Regions from separate parts of the Mus musculus genome. Here regions 2, 3, 4, 5 and 6 are each linked to region 1. The links are chromatin contacts, called in public HiChIP or PLAC-seq and promoter capture Hi-C maps. All regions are on one chromosome and are shown on one strand. Each heading gives the region's core, a stretch centred on a gene start, on an enhancer-like site or on the middle of the called end of the contact. The rest is flanking DNA. Distances are from core to core; before and after follow the strand shown. Region 1 holds the start of 3110021A11Rik (RIKEN cDNA 3110021A11 gene). Region 2 overlaps Ninj2 (ninjurin 2). Region 3 overlaps Erc1 (ELKS/RAB6-interacting/CAST family member 1). Region 4 holds the start of B4galnt3 (beta-1,4-N-acetyl-galactosaminyl transferase 3). Region 5 holds the start of Ccdc77 (coiled-coil domain containing 77). Region 6 holds the start of Wnt5b (wingless-type MMTV integration site family, member 5B).

Region 1 (3,363 bases), core at 395-2,894:
TCTAAGAAATGAAATCTCAATTTCTCAATTTCTCTCTCTCTCTCTCTCTCTCTCTCTCTCTCTCTCTCTCTCTCTCTCTCTCTCTGTGTGTGTGTGTAAGGAACCAGAGTATGACATCAGGTGTCTTCCTCTATTGCCCTCTGCCTTGTTGCCTTGAGACAGGGTCTTTCACTGCATCAGAAGCTCATCTTTTGGGATCAATCTGTCCTCCTTCTGCAGTGCTGGTGTTACAGATACTTGAAGCCATGCCTGGGTTTTATGTGGGTGCTGGGGATTCAAACTTAGGTTCTCCTGCTTGTAGAGCAAATGCTCGTATCCACTAAGTCATCTTCCCAGCCCCAGAAACGAAATCTTTGAAGATTCTTTTCTGGCTGCTGAATAGTCCCGTTTAGCTGCACACTCTCTAACAATTGGCTGTCATATGTTAGATGTACTGAAGGGGAATCAGTTTAGTGTGCCCAAGGAGCTGTAATGACCCAAGTGCATTTTGGAAGGGAACAATTAGAGAATCTGGAAAGGACAAAATATAGTTTGGTGGATGAACGTGAATACTACAGGATGGGGGAAGATGTTAATGGGATTAGGAAGAGTGTAAGCCGGTTAATTATGATGGTGGGAGGTTAGGGATGAGTAAACCGGTGAGTCTTAGCTCCTCTCATCTCAAAGGCATTTCAAATTAGCTTAATAAGCGCTGTGAGTATGGGGATGAGTGTAATTCACACCACCCTTGGATTTTCGGCTTAGAGATAGCTTATCTACATTTTTAAGATTAGTAACTATGTGTTGCCCCCACCTCCGTATTTTTTTTTTTTTTTTTTTTTTGGCTTGCTCTTGACAAAAGGCAAAGGTTGAAATTCAGCAGCAGAAAACTGGGCTGTCTAAAATAAGGTAGCAGCTGCTTTGTAGTTCGCCTTGCTTGGTGTGAGGGCTAAATAAAAAAGGTAACGCGGTGAAGCATTTGGCACAGTACACTGCATGTGGACATCAGGTTCCGCCCACACTCTTCCTCCCTGGAATGATCCTTGCAAAAAAAGCCACCTACTGAGGCGAGGGTCTTTTGCCATGACCGCTTGGACAGCCCAGATGACTCAAGAGTATTATTGCCTTCCACAGCCTCACAGCGCAAAAGCCAAGGGTGAGAGAAGCTAACTTCTCTTGGACAAAGGGTGTCCAGGCAGCCGTGGCTCTAATGACAAGCCCTGAGCTATTTATTTCCTAAGGTGGCGGCCGTCCCAGGGTTCGGGTAACGGGCTTGCCAAGGAAGGGGCGGGGCGACTCCAGGTTTGGGAAAGGCCACTCCACTCCTGGGGCTTCCAGCAGTCCACGTCCTACGGCAAGCAGGAGGAGACAAACGCCGCCCCTCCTCGTCCGCACCTTCCTCGCTCAATATCGCGGCCCGGGCTCCCGGTGGACGCTCGGCCGTGGGTGTGGGTGTGGGTGTGTGTGTGAGGGGCGGCGCTACGTGTGGCGCAACCCTGCCTCGGCACCCAGTTACCTTCGCGGCCTCGGAGCGCCGCACTTGTCGATCCTGGCGCGCGGTCCCGTGGAGCGGCGTAGCGGGGCGCTTCCCAGTGGGACGAGGGAAAGCCCAGCGGCCCGGGAGAGCGGGAGGCGGGGCGAGGGCGCCGCGCGGGCGACAGGGGGTGGGGCTAGGTGTGCGCGGGGGGCGGGGCGTGGTGACGTCGCGGGCGCCGGTCGTGCTGTGGCGGTGGCGGCGGCGGCGGCGGCTGTGGTAGTGTCGGCGGCAGGCTGTCCGGGAAGCAGTAGCAGCAACCGCAGCAGCAGCGGCGGCCCTGAGGAGAGTAAGGCGGCCGCGTCGGCAGCGGCTCGCTCGTCAGGCGGAACCTCGATCTGCCCAGAGGTCGCAGGCGCCGAGGCATTTGTCGTTTCCTACCCGGCTCGGCGCTCCCGGCCCTGGCTGGGCAGGGCAGAGCGCCCCTGGGGAGGGGCGGAGCTGTAGGTGAGGCTTGGGGACCCCTCCCCCTCCTTTTTGGGCCGGGGGTGGGGAGGAGGATGGGGAGGTCGGGAGGGCGGACCCCGCCCCAGCGCACCCGAGCCCACCGGCGGCCGCGCCCTGCGGAGCTCCCGGATTGGGCGGGAGCGAAGGCGCTGGCGGTAAGGATCGCTGCTGGAGGTGGGAGGTGGGGGGCTTCTGGCCCACCGAGAGCCGAGGGTGGGAGGCATGATGTGGGGCTATTGGGGAGCCCTGGAGTTGGGGTGCGGCCAAGGTGGATCGGATGTAAAATGTTTAAGATGATCTTATTATTTTGAACCTGGTTAGATAGAAGAGGAAAGGTTGTATTTCAGATGGAAAATGAGGCATGGATGTCGCCTTGGAGGTAGCTGGAGGGGCTACTGCAGCAGATCTCACATTGCCACTCTAGGGTTTTGGTTCTTTTCTTGGTCAGATGAGTAGAATTCGCTGAGGGAAGAGAATCCCTTTGCGTTGACTTGGGGTTGGTAAATTGGGAGCGCGAGTGAGTGAGGTTTTTACACACAAGAAGGAAGATGTTGGTGTTTAGACAACTTCATTCTATAGCAACCAACCATGAAGGAGTGAGTCTCATTACTCTTAGCCCCTCAAAAGTGCTATCAGCCTTTTCTTTTCCTTGCCCCCCTCAACCCCCTCTCCTGTGCTTGATCTCTTTGTACCATTTTTCATTTTTGAGTTGACCCGTTAAGAAAAGGCCCTGGACTCAGAGTAATAGTTGCAGGTGGTTGTGGCTGATTGCTTTGAGCGAACTGTGAACAGTTCTGTTGGAGATGACTGTATGAAATTGCTTAAGCGTTTAAAGTGCAACTGTCTCTTACATCTTGTTTTTCAATAGACCTTGATACATTTTGCGTTTATTTAATCATTATGTGTGTGTGCCTGGCATACACACGATAGATTACTCCCTCCCTCTTTGAGGTCAAAGGTCAAAGCTTTTGGGACTTGGTTCTCCCACTGTGGATGGCTGGGATCAAACTTTGGTTATTAGACTTGTGACATAAGCACTTTTTTCTGTTGAGTTATCTGGATGTCCCTATTTTTCCGATTCTTCTTCTGTCTCAGCCTTCCAAGTGTGAGATTAGACATGATCTGGCTTTCTTGAAGATCGATTTTATTTTTTTATTTTCAGGTGTACTTACTGTTGTCTCCCCCCCCCCCCCTTTTTCTTTGGTTTTGTTGTTTTCCGAGACCTGATTTCTCAGTGTAGCCCTGGCTATCTTAGAACTCGCTCTGCCCACCAGGCTGGCCTGCTTCTGTCTCCCAAGTGCTAGAGTTAATGGCATGTGCCACCACACCTGGCTTTATTTCAGTCTTTACTAAATATTAAAAAATGAAATAGAAATTGTTCTTTACGTAAGTACCTCCATTTC
Region 2 (3,252 bases), core at 207-2,706, 320 kb before region 1:
TCAGTCGCACCGTGTCGTTTCGCTCAGGCTTGTCTCACACTCCTTGCTCCCTGACCCTGTCTCTCCGGCAGCTCAGATTAGAGGCCTGCAGCCAGGTTCTTGACTTGGAGCTCTAAAAGAAAAATTAATTTTGAGGCAGATGTGGAGGTGCACGTCTACAGTGCCAGCACTTGGGAGGCTGAGGCAGAAGGATTATGAACTTGACATCAGCCTGCACTTTAAAACAAAACCCTTTCTCAATAAATAACTCAATAGATAAATAAGCTGGAGAGACAAGTCGTTATGAAAGAGCAAGCCTGGCTTGTCTTGCTCCCTTCCGCTCTCACTGTGTGACGCTCTTTCTTTTCCCTCTGTCTTGTGTGCTTTCTTGCCACATGGTGCTACCTACCTACCATGAGTCCCTCAGCAGAAGCCAAGTCAATGCCGTGCCTTTACATATTTACAGATTAGAGTTAAACTCCTTTCTCTCTCTCTCTTTCTCTCTCTCTCTTTCTTTCTTTCTTTCTTTCTTTCTTTCTTTCTTTCTTTCTTTCTTTTCTTCCTTCCTTCTTTCCTTCCTTCCTTCCTTCCTTCTTCCTTCTTCCCTCCCTCCCTCCTTCCTTTCTTTCTCTGTCTCTCTCTATCTCTTCCTTTCTTCCTTTCTTCCTTTCTTTCTTTCTTTCTTTCTTTCTTTCTTTCTTTCTTTCTTTCTTTCTTTCTTTCTTTCTTCTTTCCTTTCTCTCTCTCTCTCTCTCTCTCTCTCTCTCTCTCTCTCTCTTTCTTTCTTTCTTTCTTTCTTTTTCAAGACAGGGTTTCATGTAGCTCAGGTAGGCTTCAGACTCACTGAGTAGCCAGGCTGACTTTGAACTCCTGATTCTGCTACCTCTACTGCCAAAGTTCTAGGGTTAGAGGCATGTGCAACCATAGACATAGGCAACCACTCTTCTTTATCAAGTACCCAGCACAGGACATTTTGTGACAGCAACACAAACCAGGTCATGACGTCATTCCTCTCCACTGTAAAATTACTTCCCTATATTTACACTCTACTTGGGATGAGGGGAGTAAATTCAGCCCACACTAAAGAAGAATAACTCCTAAAAATGTTCACGATGGCTGTCTCATGTGAACATTTACATCCTGTCTCATGTAATCGAGCTCTATCCCGTTCACCCACACTACAGTCGGTAAATATGTCTCAATTCCTCCTAGCCTACCTTGCAATTTATGTGTTACACAAGTCAAGCCACTTGTCCTGTAGAGCCACTCATGGTGAGGTATTTAGCCTGCAAAATGACCTCCTGGTGTTCACACCCTATTCTGTCCCTTCCCACACTGGGTCTGGCTCATCTGCTCAACCAACAGGAATGCTGTATTTCTGGTGTTGTGCAGTTTTCAGGGCAGTGTCATAGGAGGCATTGTTCCCGTTTTGCTGTCTTTTGAATTCCTCGCCCTGGGAACCAGCTGCCACGTCATCAGCCTAGCATCCTATGGAAATGGCAAGAGACTGAACCTTGAACAGGAAGCAGCACTCCTTGGCCAACCTGCCAGCTTTGTGCACGGGTCTTCCTTTTCTCTTTTTGGAAACAGAGTTTAGCTTTGTTGGCCAAGCTGCCTCAAACTCCTGGGAAGCAATCCTCCTGCCTCAGGAGTGAGGGGGACTGCAGGTATGGAGCACTGGTTCAGACTTGAGTGAGCAAGCAGAAAAGTGGCCCCTTTCGAGGGTCTGGGTCTGGCTGACGTCCTGAATGCAATCCCGTGGGCTTCAAAGGCAGAGCCACTCCTGAATCCCAACCCACAGAAGCTCACTGCTCCTCTGCTGGCTGTGTTGCCTGTGCCCACCGGCTAGATCTAGACCGGCGTTAGACTTAGGATGCATTTGGGGGAGGAGTTGTTTTACCAGCACACTGAACACACAATTCTCCATTACAGGTATGTTCCTCTCAGCCTAGTGAAATGTCATGGTGTACTATCAGTCTATATCTTTGCTCCATCATGCCCGATCTCCTTTTGACATCCCTGTTTGATATCCCCAGCTTTACCACATCGGGCTTAGGTATGGGTTTTCAGCGCCTCCTTTCCCTTTCTTTGTGTGCATGGTATATGGATGTGTGCGTGTGGGGCTGCGTGGGTGCGGGCGGGTGCACATGCCTCTCTGAGGATGCACACAGAGAGCACAGGGTTGCATGTCTTCCTTAACTGCTCCATGGAAGACAGGCCGCACTTCCTCAAAGGGATTCACATGGGTGACCATTCCTGGGTATCCACTCAAGGAAGGAAAACGTGTCCAGTGAGCCACACTTGTTATCCCAGCAATCTGGGAGGCTGAGGCAGAAGGAGCACTATGATTTCAAGGAGAGCTTGACTTCATAATGATTTTGAAGAAGATTCTGGAATAGATTTTTTTGTTTGTTTGTTTGCTTTGTTTATGTTTTTTCGAGACAAGGTTTCTCTGTGTAGCCCTGGCTGTCCTGGAACTCACTCTGTAGACCAGGCTGGCCTCAAACTCAGAAATCCACCTGCCTCTGCCTCCCGAGTGCTGGGATTAAAGGCGTACGCCACCACACCCAGCTGGAATAGATTTTTTTTTAAAGAAAAAAAAAAAAAAGCAATCCTTGTCCTTATAGACATAATCAAGGAGAAGAAGGATCCAGCAAGATGGCTCAGTGGGTAAAAGTTGAGCTCATTCCACCAAGTCTGCTGACCTGCGTTGGCTTCCCAGAACCTTTCTGTGGAGAGAGACCAACCATCTTACCCTCTACACGCACAGTCATGGACTTCTGACACCCACCAAGCAAACAAAATAAATACCTACATACATAAACATAACAGTTATTTTCCAATTAAAAAAAAGGGCGGGGGAGAACCAGGCTGGGATGTAGCTCCGATGGTACGTATTTGTCTAGCACACACTAGGTACTGGGTTCAACCCTCTGCCTTGCATAAGGTGGACATGGCGGCAACACCTACAATCCCAACACTTGGTGGGGAAAAAAAAAAAAAAGAAGGGTGGTAAATTCAAGGTCATCCTCCACTCTGTAGCCCTTCCAGTTAGCTTACACCTTAGAGAAAGAACCTAGACACTTCTTGGTGCCATGAGGAGTAAGACAAGACATTCTCCCTGCTTCTCTGAAATGCACTGCTCCTCAGGCTGTGAGCCAATGGGGCTTCAAAACACTGTGCTAAGCAAGTAGCTGGACACAGAAGGCCCGAAGTACTGCCCAGTTGGGGAAAAGCTGCAGAGACAAGAGACAGGTTAGCAGATGCCTAGGA
Region 3 (3,551 bases), core at 508-3,007, 260 kb after region 1:
ATCTTGGGGAGATAACGTACGGAGTCTGTGGCTCCTGCTGATGAGACCCAGAGTAGGGGCAGTGGAGTTCTCATGAGCTGAAACTTCCTCAGCTAGGAAAAGCTTGTGGCTTCCAGCTGGGTCTCATCCTTTGACTCATTTGATAAGGCAAACCAGCAGTGGGCTTTGCTTAGTCAGATATCATAAAGTCTAGAAAGAATTTGAAGAGCACCTGTCTCCAGACAGCTGAAACCAAAGAGGTGAAATGCCTCATCCAGGATGGGAAAGCCAGGTGGCAAATGAGGCTCCTGGCTCATGTATTGGCCACTACTGCTCCTTGCAGCCTAGGAAGTAAATCCTCCCAGTGTGTCAACTCCAGCAGAAACTGGCACTTTGAAATGCAGAACTTCTTGTCATGATGCTGCTGGTGTAGTCAGTGCCAGCTCAGGCTGAGTGTGTCTCAGGGTGCTGCAGTTGAGTGCACCACCCAAGCCTGTGGGTCCTTCTAGAGACAAGGGGAGAGTGGATGAATAATAAGGAGAATTGGAGAGTTTATTTAACCCCTTCACTTGTTCCCTATGGGACAGAAGGACCCTGGTGTTCTGCCGTAAGTCCTATGAAGTGTCATGCAGCCATAGGCGGTGGTCCACAGACACTGGGGATAATTGCTCAGGGCCACATGCAGCCTTATCTGGGCTCTGGTTTGTTTGGACTGGCCTACTAAGGTTACATGCAGAAGGATAATTCCAGGGTTTCCCAGTCTCCCCTTGCCTATGCAGCTGAATCCCTCCCTGCACTTCTCATGAAGGCCAAGCACACCTTCTCTGTGTCTGGCTCCCTAGAAGGAGACTGTAGAAGAAAAGCTATGTCTGTTCTCCTACACATGCTTGCATTGTCTTCTCGGGTTAGGCCAAAGCTCTGTGAGTATGCTGGAGGTCTGAATGCCGTGGCTTCATCATGTTTCTCAGGGAAGTGTGCTCATAGCATGGAGAGCCTTAAGTATTCATTGAGCCAGATTAGACTGGAACTATCCCTGGAGTTTCTATCCTATCTTTCTTGACCTGTGACAAAACTTCAAAAGTCTGAGATTTAAGAGATTATAGGAATATTTTTCTTTCAGCCCCTTAAGGAGCTTTCAAATCATATCCCATACTTTCTTCCCTTCCACATGCAAAAATTAGTAACATGCAACCCTACCCACATCTATCTCCGTGCCAGCTGAGTCAGACACAGGCATTCTCTATCAGTGTGTGATACTTATGTCTCACCACTATACATGATCATCCATGAATGGCCATGTTCATTCAGGGACCACTTAGAAAACCCTCCTGACAACAAAGGTTGGTCATTATAGACACCTCCCATGATTCTGTTTTACTGAACCAGGAGTTTGTACCCCACTAAAGGATCATCATGTCACTTTCTCTAGGAGTAGCCATTGGGATAATATATCAGGCTTGCACTAAAATTAGAGGGAAACTCAGCAGGGTGACCACGGGAGCCTTTTCAGTCTTTGCCTATCACTGACACTAACGTGGGATCCCACATGTTGGGAAGCACAGTTCTGGGACTAGGTGTGTTGTGCACATGCCACAGTGGCTGCAACACTCCCCTCTCTCTTCCCTTCACTTGGCCAGAGACATCAGCTGGACATGGAGTGGGCCTCATGGGTTCTGCACTTACAGCTCAGCTGCAACAAGGCCTTATTCTTACCACCCTGGCAGCTTCAGCATTGGATTTCCTAATCCATTGTTTGGTTTGGGGGGAGGGGCAGGAGGGGAGGCTTCATCCTTTCCCTTTTGACAGTCTTTGTTTCTGTGAGCCAAACTAAACACATGGGGCTGGCCAGCCACCCTGCCTGGGTCTGTGCTCCCCAGAATATTACTATTGTTGTGATAGATGTCTTTAGCAGGAGGCAGGTTTCCTTACATTTTGAAAATGGTGTGCAAGTCTCAGTTCATTTCACTTAGCAGATGATTGAAAGACAATCTGAGGTACTGCCAAACAAGACTTTTAGAATTCTAGATAGTTGGCAGTGTTTGTTTAGGCCATGCCACTGCAAGCCCATATAAAACAGATGTCACGTTTTGCAACATGTCCTTGTGACTGTCTGCCCCTTGCCTCAGGACGATGCTTCTGTTCAGTACGCCACCAGGGCCGACTGGCTTGTTGTTCGAAGGTGACAGTATGCCACAGTTCCTTGAGTGTTCTAGGGACCTACCTTTATAGGAAGTGATTCCCATTCTCTTGGCCCTTCAAAATGAGTGCATAGGACACCAGCCAAGCAGTGCGAATACTCTGTGGAGTTTCTTCTTTTCCCAGTTTTCTCTTTCTTAGTCATGAGTGTTGCTGTGCTCCTCCTGTCGTCTCGGTCTCTACACACATTCAGAAGAGAGCACTCTAGCAAGACAGACTCCCATGAGAGAGACGGACCTGGGAGTTGTTAGTGGCACAGTATCACAGAGGGGACACAGATTATCTCACCTAGGGACAAATGTCCTAGACAGGAAAGCATTTTAGACGTGTCTGGCTCTAAGTAGGTCAGAGAGTAAGACATTTAGTATCTTAGCAACACTTGCAGATAGAGTGTGCATGCATCTGGAAACTGTAGGTCTGACTTCTGACCCAGGCTGGCCTCTGGGTGATGCATGCTAAGTTTCCTGGAGTGAGTATGTTCACCAGCCTAGCACCCTTCCACCATACCGCTTCAGGCCTTTGTCTCACCTGTAAGGTAGAGTCTGGAACCAGGGATCACCATGCTCCCTCTAGGCTGTAAGTTGAGATTTCAGAATCACTATGCTTTGACTCCAACATGTATAAGCCTCTTACTTTTGTGATTAGATGTTTGCCTGGCTCCGGTAGGGTGGGAAGGACAGGAAAGGGACAGAGACCGGGAGATCCAGAGTTTGACTCCTCAGTGTTTGATTTCACTCATGACTCAGGGCTGCTGTGTTTTCAGTGCTGTGACAGAGGAGCTCTTTATTTGGTCTTAGGTTTGACTTGGGGGAGGATGAACCTTTAAATGGAACCCAGGGCCTTGGGCGTGCTAGGCAAGTGCCCTGGTCCTTAATTTCTTTTCAACCTTTGAAACCAAATTATACAAATAATGGCAATCTAACCTTGAAAAGCATTCATCCAGTACATGATTAACAAATATTGTGTTCTAAGAATAAAAATCCTGGAGATGATCCTGGAATTACATGATTTTCATGCTTCACAGCATGAAGTACTTGCTGTTTCTGTATGAGGAAGGAGAAGGCAGACATTCCTTCATCTCAATGCATAACTAGTACTTTGCGGGGCAGGGAAAGGGTGTCATTTTTAACCTGTGGGTGGGGAAGCTGTAAAAGTCTTCGAGATTAATCTGTAGCTTTCCTTGCCATCAATGCTAGTAAATCCTACAGTGTGAAAACAGTGACCAGATTCCTGTAGGAAATGGCTTCCTAATTGAGAAATCACTGTGCTCTGAGGTGCCCCCAATCTGGTAAGCTTTATGGTCTGTTCAGAATAGCAAAGTAGCAAAATACATTGCAGTTTATTCCATATGTTTGAGAAATTGAAACTGGGAAGCT
Region 4 (3,214 bases), core at 309-2,808, 450 kb before region 1:
GCGCACACTCACACACTTCATTATGTTCTTGTTCAGCCCTCTCCCACACAGCCTTTTCATCACTTCTTACCCCTCTGTTACTGACTGCCTTCCTCCCTCAGGTTCCTTCTGTTATCATGTAATGTGTATTCTATCAGTCTCTTTCCCCTCTTCCTCTTCTCTTAAGGATTTTTTTGAGATGGGGGCGCGTATACATGCGGCTGCACTCACCTACACTGGAAATCAAAACCAAGGCTTTGTGTATGCTAAACATTTCTCCTACAATTGGTATGTACGCCAGATCACTCTTCTCTTCTGCAGTCTCTACCCCTAGATTTCTTTTGTCTCTGTGCTGACCTTGGCTGACTTTAAAAAGCTTGCCTTGACCTTTCTTTCAAAGCTTCTATAATCATAAAAGAAGACCTTTTATGTGGCATGAGAGTTGGGAGAAAAGAAGAGACTCGGAAGGAAATAGCGCGAATCCACCTGTGGTACGGGCAGCTTAAGGAAGATGTGCCTCTCCTTTTCATTTTTTCTTTCTTTTTAAAATATTTTATTTCTCAAATGTACATGTGTGCCTCTTTGTGTGGGTATATTCATGTGAGTGGAGGCTGGAGCAGAAGCTAGAAGAGGAAGTTGGAATTAATGGGTTTGGGGAACCCACCTCAGGCCCTGAAGAAGAGCATCATACACTCTTTTCTCTTTTCTTTTTTTGAGATTTATTTGTTTATGCGTACGTACACTGTAACTGTCTTCAGACGCACCAGAAGAGGGCATCAGATCCCATTACAGATGGCTGAGGGCCACCATGTGGTTGCTGGGAATTGAACTCAGGACCCCTGGAAGATGCTTAATCACTGAGCCATCTCATCTCTCCAGACCCAGACCATGCACTCTTAATAGATGAGCCATCTCTACAGTTCTGCCAGACCCCCTTTCCATTTCCCTAGTTCTTTCATGGTTCTGGGATGGAACCCAGGGCCTCCTGAATGCTAAGCATTTGGTCTGCTCTTGAGTGGCCCCTCCATTTTTTTTTTTTTTTTAATCTCCAACAATCTTTCACCCAAAACACCTAAAACTGGAGAAACTCCTTGTAAAGGCTCCCCTGGTGCCTTTCAGTTGTAGTTGCGCCAGGGAAAAAACGGTATTCAAATTTGACTTGGAAGACAGTTAAGATTGAATGAAGTGTCAGTTAATTGTGACTAGGGTCTTTCTAGGTAGAGAAAGGTCCTGAGGCCAAAGTCACAGAGGTCACTTAAAAAAAATGTGTCTCAGCCCCACAGCAAGCTTCGAAAGAGCGCCTTCGAATATCTTGACGGTGACTGGGTTTTCTTGGTTCACAGAGTCCATGTCTTAGCTCGCATCTTCTTTCAGTCCCATATCCCTCATCATCACCCCACACACCCTCCCACATAACTCCAAGCCGGTGAGTACGCCAGGGACCAGCTCTCTCTGGCCCCACCTCTCCCCTTCCCTCATTCTCTAGGGGGCGGGGCCCACCTGCGCCTGGGGGCGGGGCCAAGGCGTGGGCGGGACAGGTAGGGAGTAAGGTAATGCTCGGAGCTGAGAGAAAGCGCCCTAACTGCAGCAAGCAAGCGCAGGGGCCGGAGGGCAACTAGGAGAGCCTCCTGGGCAGAGCGCTGGAGTGAGAAAGAAGAGAGGGAGGGAGGTGGCGGGCCTGCGACGAGGAGAGGCGTGGAGCGGACACTTGGGGAGGAGGAGCCCGGCTCCGCGGCCGGAGAACGACCTGCGAGGCACCCGCGCAGCCCAGGATCACCCCAACGCGTCGAGCATGAGCAGTCGGCCCGCTGGAGAGCGACCCGGGGAGACTGGCTGTGCGCCGCGCTGAGCGGCGGAGCCGGGCCGGAACGACGGGTGGGTAGCGGGTGCTGGAGCGGCAGGCTGGGCGAAGCGCCATGGGGAGCCCCCGCGCCGCGTTGCTGATGCTGCTCCTGCGCCCGATCAAGCTGCTGAGGAGGCGCTTCCGGCTGCTGCTGCTGCTCGCCGTAGTATCGGTGGGACTCTGGACTCTGTATCTGGAGCTGGTGGCGTCGGCCCAGGCCGGCGGGAACCCCCTGAACCACAGTAAGTAGCGCCGGGGGGCGAGGAGGTGGCGGAGGTGGGCGGGCGCTCCGGGCGGGGACCCGCCTCTCCGAGCTGATTCCAGGTGCCGGCGCCGCCCCGCGCTTTCCTGGGGACCTGGGCTTGTCGAGGCCACTGTGGGTCGCTGATCCTGGCCTGCCCACTCAGGACAGAGTGGAGCCGGGACGCTCTCAGGACATCCGGAGCGCTGGTGGAGGATTGGGGCGCCTTCCACCGTGCGGGAGCCACAGCCTCGCGGGACAGAGCTGTTTGCGAGCGCGGGCTCTGGGGCTGCGGCGCACTCGGCCACACGCTGCGATCAGAGCCTCCCCAACTTTGCCCTCGGCTTGCTGGAGTGGTTGGCTCGCTGTTTCCCCTCCAGCCGAGCTTTCGGGGGTTCCTTTTCAAAAAGCACCTCCGAGAGAGACGCCTGGCCTTCCCGCCTTGCGTGCGCCTCTTTTTCCAAGAGTCCCACCTCCTGAATGCGTGGTTCTCTGCTGGTCCAGACTGCCTCCTCCAGTGTTTTCACACTCTCCGCAATACCCACAGATCTAACAAACTCCCCAGACCCCGCCCAAGGCGACCCTGCCATGAGTAAATTCCTACTTGTATTTTTATTTCATCAAAGCACTCAAGTTTCTGCTTAGGAAAAGGGGAGGAAATGGCCTATCCCCTCTTCAATGGATATGATTATTACCCACAGTGACTTTCAGTATACTTTTGATAGGCTTAATAAAATTAAAAGTCATCTAGTAGCCAGAAAGGAGTGGAGAAGTTTCGAGAAGGGTCAGGTGCTCTTCTCCAGCCTTGAGGGGGGGGGGTGTGGGGGGAAGTTCTACTTCATCTTCTCACTGGGTCTCACTTTCCTGCTTTAAGAAACTCAAAGACTACCCTCCTGGTAGATTTTTTTGGCCAACAGTTTTTCTCTTAGCTGGATGTGATGGTTTATCTTTTGTGGCTCAGAAGAAGAAATGAGTGTCCTAGTCAGTAACTAAGCAGGATCGGTTTGGAGATGTACTCTTATAGCCCTACCTCTCTATGGCTGTGGACACAATTCTGGCTGTGAACTAGAAGATGCTGTTACAAGGGATCAAGCTATGGCTGTAGCTAGAGATCAAGAGGCAAGAGGAATCCTGCCTACATGGTCTCCAGG
Region 5 (3,106 bases), core at 179-2,678, 510 kb before region 1:
AATGCATAGTAGCATTACTTTAAAATTTGGAAAGCTTGAAAATTGAAGCTTTTATGCCTATGTCAACTTCAGTGGCTCACTGATAAGTGTACACAATTTTTTCAATATGATATTTCAAATATCATTGGTTTTCCTATTCATGTCATAGGAAAGGATAAAGAGAAAGTTTATAGTTTTTCCTTCTTTGTTATTCTATTTTGGTTAGTCCCTGGGAAATTCTTGGAGTCAGGCTTGGGTGAGAAGTATAGTTCAGTGGTAGAATACTTGTTTACCATTAAGTAACCATGATTCCTTTTTTGGTTTTGTTTTGTTTTGTTTTGTTTTGTTTTGTTTTGTTTTGTTGAGACAGGGTTTCTCTGTATAGCCCTGGCTATCCTGGAACTCACTTTGTAGACCAGGCTGGCCTCGAACTCAGAAATCTGAGGCCTGCCTCTGCCTCCCGAGTGCTGGGATTAAAGGCATGTGCCACCACGCCCGGCAGGACCATGATTCCTGAAGCCTTAGTTCAGTCGCAGGGTGAATCCAATGACTGAGCAAACAAGCAAAGAGCCATTAAAATGTGTTTGGAGTCAGAGGTGATGAGCTATAATACCTCTCTGTGTGTTTGTTTTGTTTGTTGTTTGTTTAAGGGTGTAGTTCTGCCCTAGAACTTGCTGTGTAGACCCAGCTGGCTGCCCCTGCCTCCCATACACTGGGCTTATGCCTGAGTCCCAGAATTTGAGGGTAGATGCAGGAGGATCTCTGAGGCTTCTACACAGCAAGATCCAAGCTAAACTGGATACATAGTGAGTCCTGGTTTGGTTCCTCACACCCATATGGTGGCTCACAACCATCCCTCTTTAATTACATCTAAGCTAAGGCATAGAAAACTCTGTCTCCTCCTCTCCTCTCCTCTCCTCTCCTCCCCTCCCCTCCCCTCCCCTCCCCTCCCCTCCCCTCCCCTCCCCTCCCCTCCCCTCAAACTCCTGATCCTTTTTATGTCCCTTCTCAGGAATTGGGATTACAGGCTTTTACAACTCCGTAGGATTTGTAGAACGTTTCTTAGGCTCACTTGAAACAAACTAAAGGCTCACTCGAAACAAATGATAATGTGTACTAAACTCTCCGAGGAGTTCTCGTGATTATGTATGTCATTTATGCAACAGGTTTCATTAAAGGAAAATAGTTAAGTGAGTTTAGACTGAGTTGTCAAAACGAGTTCTAACAGCCAAGGGATACTTACCTCCCCCCTCCACACGCATTCTGTCTTTGCGCAATGCTGTGTGCAGAAGAGAAACTACACTTCCCAGGAACCTCTGCCGGTGAGGCGCAAGGCAAGATGGGAAGTACTGCTGGGTGAACAACCGTCCTATTGGTGTGCAACCTAAAAGGCCGCCTGAGCTCGTGAGCGATTGGTAGGATTTTGTAGATGCTCGCTGATTTGAGTTGTTTTTCGGTTGCGTTGTTGGACGCCAGGGGTTAGCACTTGGTGAGTGTGGATTTCAGGGAAAGGGTGAAAGTTTTTTGGGGAGTAAATATGGTGGGATAAAAGCCTTAGTAATCAGTGCGGAAGGGAGCTACAGGAGACTAAACCTAGGGCCAGTCAAGGAAAGATTGTCTGTAAAAAGAGAAGTTTCCGGGACGCGGAGAGCTTTAAGAATGACTGAGCAAAGATCTGCTCAAGAACTGTATGAACTTGCCAGAGAACAGGATCCAGACGTCCTGAGATGGACGGAGTTCCGTCTCCGTCTTCCTCCCACTTGCTTAAGCTTCGATTTCCTCGTTTGAAAAATAAGGGATAATAAAAATACTTCAGAAAGTGGTTATGCGGGTAAATACGACTTTTTAGGGACGGGGTTGTGGCCAATATGTAGAGTGTTTGCTTAGCACGCCTGTGCCCTCAATTCGATCTCTTACACCTACAAAACAGAAACCCATCACCTTTTATATAAATAGAGGCATTCCTGCCTTGCAAGGTAGGATTAAGATGGCTTCTGTCTGCCTGGAAGATAGGTTATCATAGTAAAACTGCAAATACAGGCATTTATCAGTGAGGGGGGAAAAAAAGCTTTTAAATTTTTTTAATTATTCGTTTTTGTTTTTTGATTCGGGAATCTTACTCTGCAGCCCACGTGGGCTTGCAGTTCACTATATGTACCAGACTGGTCTCAAACTCTTGGCATTATACTCTTGTCTCGGTCTTCTGAGTGTTGGGAGTACAAGTACACAATCAGTTTATGGTTTTTCTGTTGTTTATTTGAGACAAGACCTTGCTCTGTTCCGGGCTTGCCTGGAATTCAACTCTGTACCCTAGGCTGCCCTCAATGTTGGGTGATCTTCCCAGTGCTAGCTTTTAATGACAGATGCCACTACAATTGGCTTTCTAGATCGTCTTGAATGGAAAAACTCAAGAAAGAGATGGAAGAAATAGTATTTAAGATGAATTTTACATGCAGAATACACTTGATTAAGTGAATTTACTAGAGTTGTGGAAGGAGTTATAATTGAACTGCCAGGAAGCTCATGAGCAAAGGCATAGAACCAAGAACATTATGTGCCTCTGGCGTGGTGTATAAGCTTTTAATCCCAGTGCTCGGGAGCCAGAGGCAGGCAATCTCTGTAAGTTTTAGACCAGCCTGGTTTACATAGTTCCAAGCCAGCCGTAGTGAGATCCTGTCCAAAAAAACAAACAAAAAAAACATTTTATAAAAACAGGGTATATCTGGGGAAAGAGATAAAAATAAGTCAGGGAAGAGAGGTTAGGCTCTAAAATAGAAAGTTCTGAATTCTAGGCTTTATTTAATGTTCGTGTCTGTAAGTAGCCACTTGTCAGCTTGTGATTTTTTTGTTTTGTTTTGTTTGTTTGTTTGTTTTGTTTTTTTTGGAACAAGGTATCTATCACTATATAATGCTGGTTGTCCTGGAACTCAGGCTGGATATGAGAATCTAGAAAAGTATGGCCTAACCTTTCCCTTAAATCATTAGACAGGGGCTAGAGGGACGGTTCAAGTGTTTGAGAACACAGGCAGCTCTTCCAAGGGACCTGGGTTTGATTCCCAGCACCCACATGGCAGCTCACAGTAAACATGCATCTAGTGCACAGACACACATGCAGGGAAAACACCCA
Region 6 (3,130 bases), core at 554-3,053, 300 kb after region 1:
AGGTGGCTGGCTACATTACATCTGTGGTCAAGAAGTGGACAGCGATAGATACTCATGTCCAACTGGCTATCTCCTACTCATTCCATCATTTAGTGGGCATCTTTCCCCTCAACTAACCAGCCTAGAAAAATCATCCAAAGACATGCCCAGAAATTTGTCTCCAAGGCAATACTAGATCCTGCCAGATTGCCAATCAATCTAAAGCAGACCTTCTTGCCAGCCTCTGGAGCACAGGTTCTGTATAGACCTCGCTAGCTCACGGCCCAGGCTATGCAGCCTGCTCATGATATGCATCTTAGCTGAGCAAGGGCTTCCCACAGGGCCACTATCTGATGTATCTTGGACAAAGGAGGGAAGGAGGGATGTGCTGGCTGCTGGCTGAGTTGCTTCTCTCACGCTGTCAGCGAGGGGCAGGCAGAGCAAAATGACCCTGGGCGAGCATGAGCATTCTAGGGGTCCACCTCCCCACATCCTGTTTCTCTAGACTTTAAACTTCCGGATGGTGAGAGCTCACGGATTGAACCCCAGGCAGCATTCAGGTTTTGTTCCCAGGTGGCCTTCTGGAGTGATTACAACCTCCAGGTTTTCCCTGAAACTTCCACAAAGCCAGAAGCCCAGAACGAATGATTCACTAGAGGGAAATACTGGAGCCAATTATAAACTGACAAAGCCAACTCAGAGATTTTGTGCTTGTTTTAGATGGCTCTCCCCTTGTCCCATGTGTCCCCAAGGATAAAGCCCTTGAACTGGACTCCCTGAGAGGGCAGGGTCCTATAATTATCATAAGGCATTGATTTACTGGCTGGACCAGATCTTGTAAACCACGCTCACTTCCAAGTGAGAAAAGTCCCGGAGTACCTGGGCTGCTGCCACCCCAATTCCAAGAGCCTTTCTTTCCAATTAAGGGATCATTTGATGAAAATATCCCTTAACTCTTCCTATTGTGACCCCTGAGAACAACAGCTCCTTACACCTCCTCAGTGTGATGAGTTCCTTGTCTTTTTAATGCCCAGAAGGGGGATTCTGTCCCCTTCTTTGGTTTCTAGGTCAAAAGTACAGTGTCTTTGATTATTACTGCTGGTTCCTTCCCCTCACCGAACTGAATTTCGAGGGAATTTCTTTAGCAGGGTGACAAACTCACAACCTGCAGAATGGATTCAGATCATGTGCTCGTGGTGGGCACCATGTAACCAGGATCTGGAACAGGGTTCTGCCACCAGCTGGAGGCCTGGACTCCCCAAAGCCTCTTCTAATTCCTTTCACCTTTTCCGGTTCCTTGGGCAGCTCACTGTGGTGTTCTGTGAGGAAACAGACTAACAGACTATAGGAACCGCCATAAAAGTGTTTAAATTCTGCCCTGAGCTAAGGCCAAACACTGGCCTCTAGTGACCTTTGCAGGCTACTAACGGTAGGGTCCTTTTATGTGCCTCATGTTTATCCGGAGACTAACTGGGCCCTAAGTCCTGACAGAAGCCTTTCCCGCTAGAACAATCCAGGCATCAGAGTCCCAGTCTGAGACCTGCCTGTGTGGGTCCGGACCGGGGTTTGCAGAGTGGAAATAGCTCCCGGGTCGCTTCGCAGCTCCGGACTCCAAAGGGTGTCACCAAAAGGTGAGTCACGCGTCCGCGCTCCACGTCCACGCGCGGTTGCAGTGCTCTGTCCCCGCAGAGTCTGCGGGACAGTGGGCGCGGAGGGGCGCGGAAGGCAGGTGCGGGGGCCGGTCCGGCTCCGGGGAGGAGCCCTCCGGAGCTGGGCGTCGCGCGCGGCCGCGGGCTGCGGGGGGCGGGGAGGCGGCGCGGGGCGGGGCGGGGCGCAGGCGGCGGAGCCCCGGGATCGCGCGCCCCGCGCCGGCGCTGCACTCGAGCCGTGGCCGCCAACGGTGCCGCTAAGTCGGGGCCGAAACTTCTCGGGGTCCCGCGCTCCAGGCCGGTGGCGCTAGCGGCGCCTGAAGGGACGGTGGGGACAACGCGTCTCCCCGGACCCCGAGACCGCGCAGCCTGCGGCCGAGTCGGAGCTCCGGGCGCCCAGCGCCCATCAGGGCGGACCGGGCACTCCGGGCGGGCAGGCTCCGGCCGCGGATGAGGAGTGCGGGGCGGCTGCGCGAGCGGCCCGCGCGCTGAGCCGAGGCTGCCCCGTCCCGTGGACGACCCGACGCCGCAGCCCCCGCAGGTAAGCTCGGGAGTCGGCCCCGCGCCGGCCGAGGGCGCTGTGTGGCCAGGTGGCGGGAAAGGGGCGCGCGGCGACGGGCTCCGCGGGCCGTTGCGAACAAAGCTGGGGCCGCGCGCGGGTGCCTGGCGCGGGCAGGTGGGGCGCGAGCGTCCAGGGGCTCTGCGCTCGTACGGCGCCTGGCCCGGAGCGGGACTGGCCCCCGGGGCGCTGCGCGTCGCCTCCGCGAAGCGGGGAACCCGGAGCTGCTCCGCTTTTCCTGGCTCGCCGGGGCCCAGCTGCAGTTTTGCGCGCGACGAACGGCGCGGAGTGTCTCCGACAGGTACTGCGAAGGGATGACTTTAGCCCAAGTTCCTGTCCCAGGCCACCGCGGGTCACACACTGGAGACGTGGTGCTGTCTGGTTCTCGACTGCTCCTCTGCATCTCTCTGTCCATCCTCGCGGGGCGCCTCAGAGGGTATCTGGCCCAACACTCTGGTCAGACCCAACTTTCTTGGGTATTTGCATCCTCACAAGTCATTGTTGAACACTGCTCACTTTGCTTCTAGAACGATCGGTTCTGTTTTGCAGGCAGAGAAACTGAAGTGGCTCAAGCCCAGGGTGAGTTGCACAGTGAATCGATGGAGGAGGAAACGTTTGTCCCCATAACCAAGGTCCCTTTTCAATGCTTTTGCACTGCCAGGCCACGTTGGCAAAGCTTTCAGCAGCTGCCACCTTGAGCAGTTTCAGCCTGGTACCTGGAAGAAAAAAAGACCCAGGGTCAAGTTAGCAGTCTCCTCAACTACTCAGGCCACCTCAGAGAAAGGCTCCCATTTGCCAGAACTTTGGTGTTCTGGCTGTCAATATAGGAACAGAGATAGCAAGCAAGCAGGGGCTCACTCCTTGCCAGAGATCAGCACTTAGGCAGGTCCATGTGGACATATTAGGGTTTCTCTTTTGTGACTGGCCAGACAGCACAGGCCCG

What was found. Promoter capture Hi-C pulls out the DNA fragments that hold promoters and counts their contacts. HiChIP or PLAC-seq counts read pairs in DNA pulled down with a chosen protein or histone mark.
Region 2: a FOXA1 HiChIP or PLAC-seq map of pancreatic cancer cells shows a contact between it and region 1. The contact joins the enhancer-like site here to the promoter of 3110021A11Rik in region 1. A contact is called at or near these places in 2 of 39 promoter capture datasets (pre-B cells and stem cell-derived epiblast-like cells), 2 of 484 Hi-C or Micro-C datasets (embryonic stem cells and natural killer cells), 15 of 115 datasets of contacts at active chromatin or transcription factors (acute myeloid leukemia, bone marrow-derived macrophages, embryonic stem cells and 7 more) and 1 of 9 other capture datasets (liver).
Region 3: a promoter capture Hi-C map of neural stem cells shows a contact between it and region 1. The contact joins the enhancer-like site here to the promoter of 3110021A11Rik in region 1. A contact is called at or near these places in 1 of 39 promoter capture datasets (neural stem cells), 1 of 15 datasets of contacts at CTCF or cohesin (the NIH/3T3 cell line), 1 of 484 Hi-C or Micro-C datasets (female germline stem cells) and 5 of 115 datasets of contacts at active chromatin or transcription factors (embryonic midbrain, embryonic stem cells and forebrain).
Region 4: an H3K4me3 HiChIP or PLAC-seq map of embryonic stem cells shows a contact between it and region 1, with 17 read pairs. The contact joins the promoter of B4galnt3 here to the promoter of 3110021A11Rik in region 1. A contact is called at or near these places in 15 of 39 promoter capture datasets (the 3T3-L1 cell line, the C10 cell line, the HPC-7 cell line and 7 more), 4 of 484 Hi-C or Micro-C datasets (bone marrow-derived macrophages and embryonic stem cells), 20 of 115 datasets of contacts at active chromatin or transcription factors (the 230-238 cell line, the NIH/3T3 cell line, astrocytes and 10 more) and 2 of 9 other capture datasets (embryonic stem cells and liver).
Region 5: a promoter capture Hi-C map of liver shows a contact between it and region 1, with 7 times the contacts expected there. The contact joins the promoter of Ccdc77 here to the promoter of 3110021A11Rik in region 1. A contact is called at or near these places in 18 of 39 promoter capture datasets (the 3T3-L1 cell line, 3T3-L1-derived adipocytes, the C10 cell line and 13 more), 1 of 15 datasets of contacts at CTCF or cohesin (the NIH/3T3 cell line), 4 of 484 Hi-C or Micro-C datasets (CD4 T cells, embryonic stem cells, hematopoietic stem and progenitor cells and 1 more), 14 of 115 datasets of contacts at active chromatin or transcription factors (astrocytes, bone marrow-derived macrophages, cardiomyocytes and 7 more) and 5 of 9 other capture datasets (adipose tissue, embryonic stem cells, embryonic tail and 2 more).
Region 6: a contact with region 1 is called in an H3K4me3 HiChIP or PLAC-seq map of embryonic stem cells, with 21 read pairs. The contact joins the promoter of Wnt5b here to the promoter of 3110021A11Rik in region 1. A contact is called at or near these places in 4 of 39 promoter capture datasets (embryonic stem cells, liver and stem cell-derived epiblast-like cells), 4 of 484 Hi-C or Micro-C datasets (embryonic stem cells, nephron progenitors and uterus), 10 of 115 datasets of contacts at active chromatin or transcription factors (embryonic stem cells, forebrain, large pre-B cells and 2 more) and 3 of 9 other capture datasets (adipose tissue, embryonic stem cells and pancreatic islet).

What each region holds. Positions count from the first base shown.
Region 1 is chr6:119,846,474-119,849,836 of GRCm38.p6, reverse strand. It overlaps 3110021A11Rik (RIKEN cDNA 3110021A11 gene), which reads right to left and starts at 1,644. Exons shown (of 1, transcript NR_030776.1): 1 at 808-1,644. Erc1 (ELKS/RAB6-interacting/CAST family member 1) reads left to right here and starts at 1,687. Exons shown (of 21, transcript NM_053204.2): 1 at 1,687-1,960.
Region 2 is chr6:120,170,550-120,173,801 of GRCm38.p6, reverse strand. The region is part of intron 1 of Ninj2 (ninjurin 2); the gene reads right to left. Among named protein-coding and RNA genes, the nearest start is that of Gm25327, 28 kb to the right of the region's middle. Within about 2 kb of position 1,456, at least 33 of the 459 cell types and tissues checked have an H3K27ac peak or open chromatin away from gene starts, as enhancers often do. A contact at or near this core is called in bone marrow-derived macrophages and pancreatic cancer cells, where this site is marked.
Region 3 is chr6:119,584,362-119,587,912 of GRCm38.p6, reverse strand. The region is part of intron 20 of Erc1 (ELKS/RAB6-interacting/CAST family member 1); the gene reads left to right. Among named protein-coding and RNA genes, the nearest start is that of Wnt5b, 42 kb to the right of the region's middle. Within about 2 kb of position 1,757, at least 59 of the 459 cell types and tissues checked have an H3K27ac peak or open chromatin away from gene starts, as enhancers often do. A contact at or near this core is called in forebrain and neural stem cells, where this site is marked.
Region 4 is chr6:120,293,241-120,296,454 of GRCm38.p6, reverse strand. B4galnt3 (beta-1,4-N-acetyl-galactosaminyl transferase 3) reads left to right here and starts at 1,558. Exons shown (of 20, transcript NM_198884.2): 1 at 1,558-2,064. The coding sequence starts at 1,896.
Region 5 is chr6:120,355,689-120,358,794 of GRCm38.p6, reverse strand. It overlaps Ccdc77 (coiled-coil domain containing 77), which reads left to right and starts at 1,428. Exons shown (of 12, transcript NM_001381936.1): 1 at 1,428-1,468.
Region 6 is chr6:119,543,020-119,546,149 of GRCm38.p6, reverse strand. It overlaps Wnt5b (wingless-type MMTV integration site family, member 5B), which reads left to right and starts at 1,803. Exons shown (of 5, transcript NM_009525.3): 1 at 1,803-2,169. It overlaps Gm52875, which reads right to left. Exons shown (of 2, transcript XM_030255703.1): 2 at 1,803-2,903. The coding sequence starts at 2,602. The coding sequence ends at 1,886.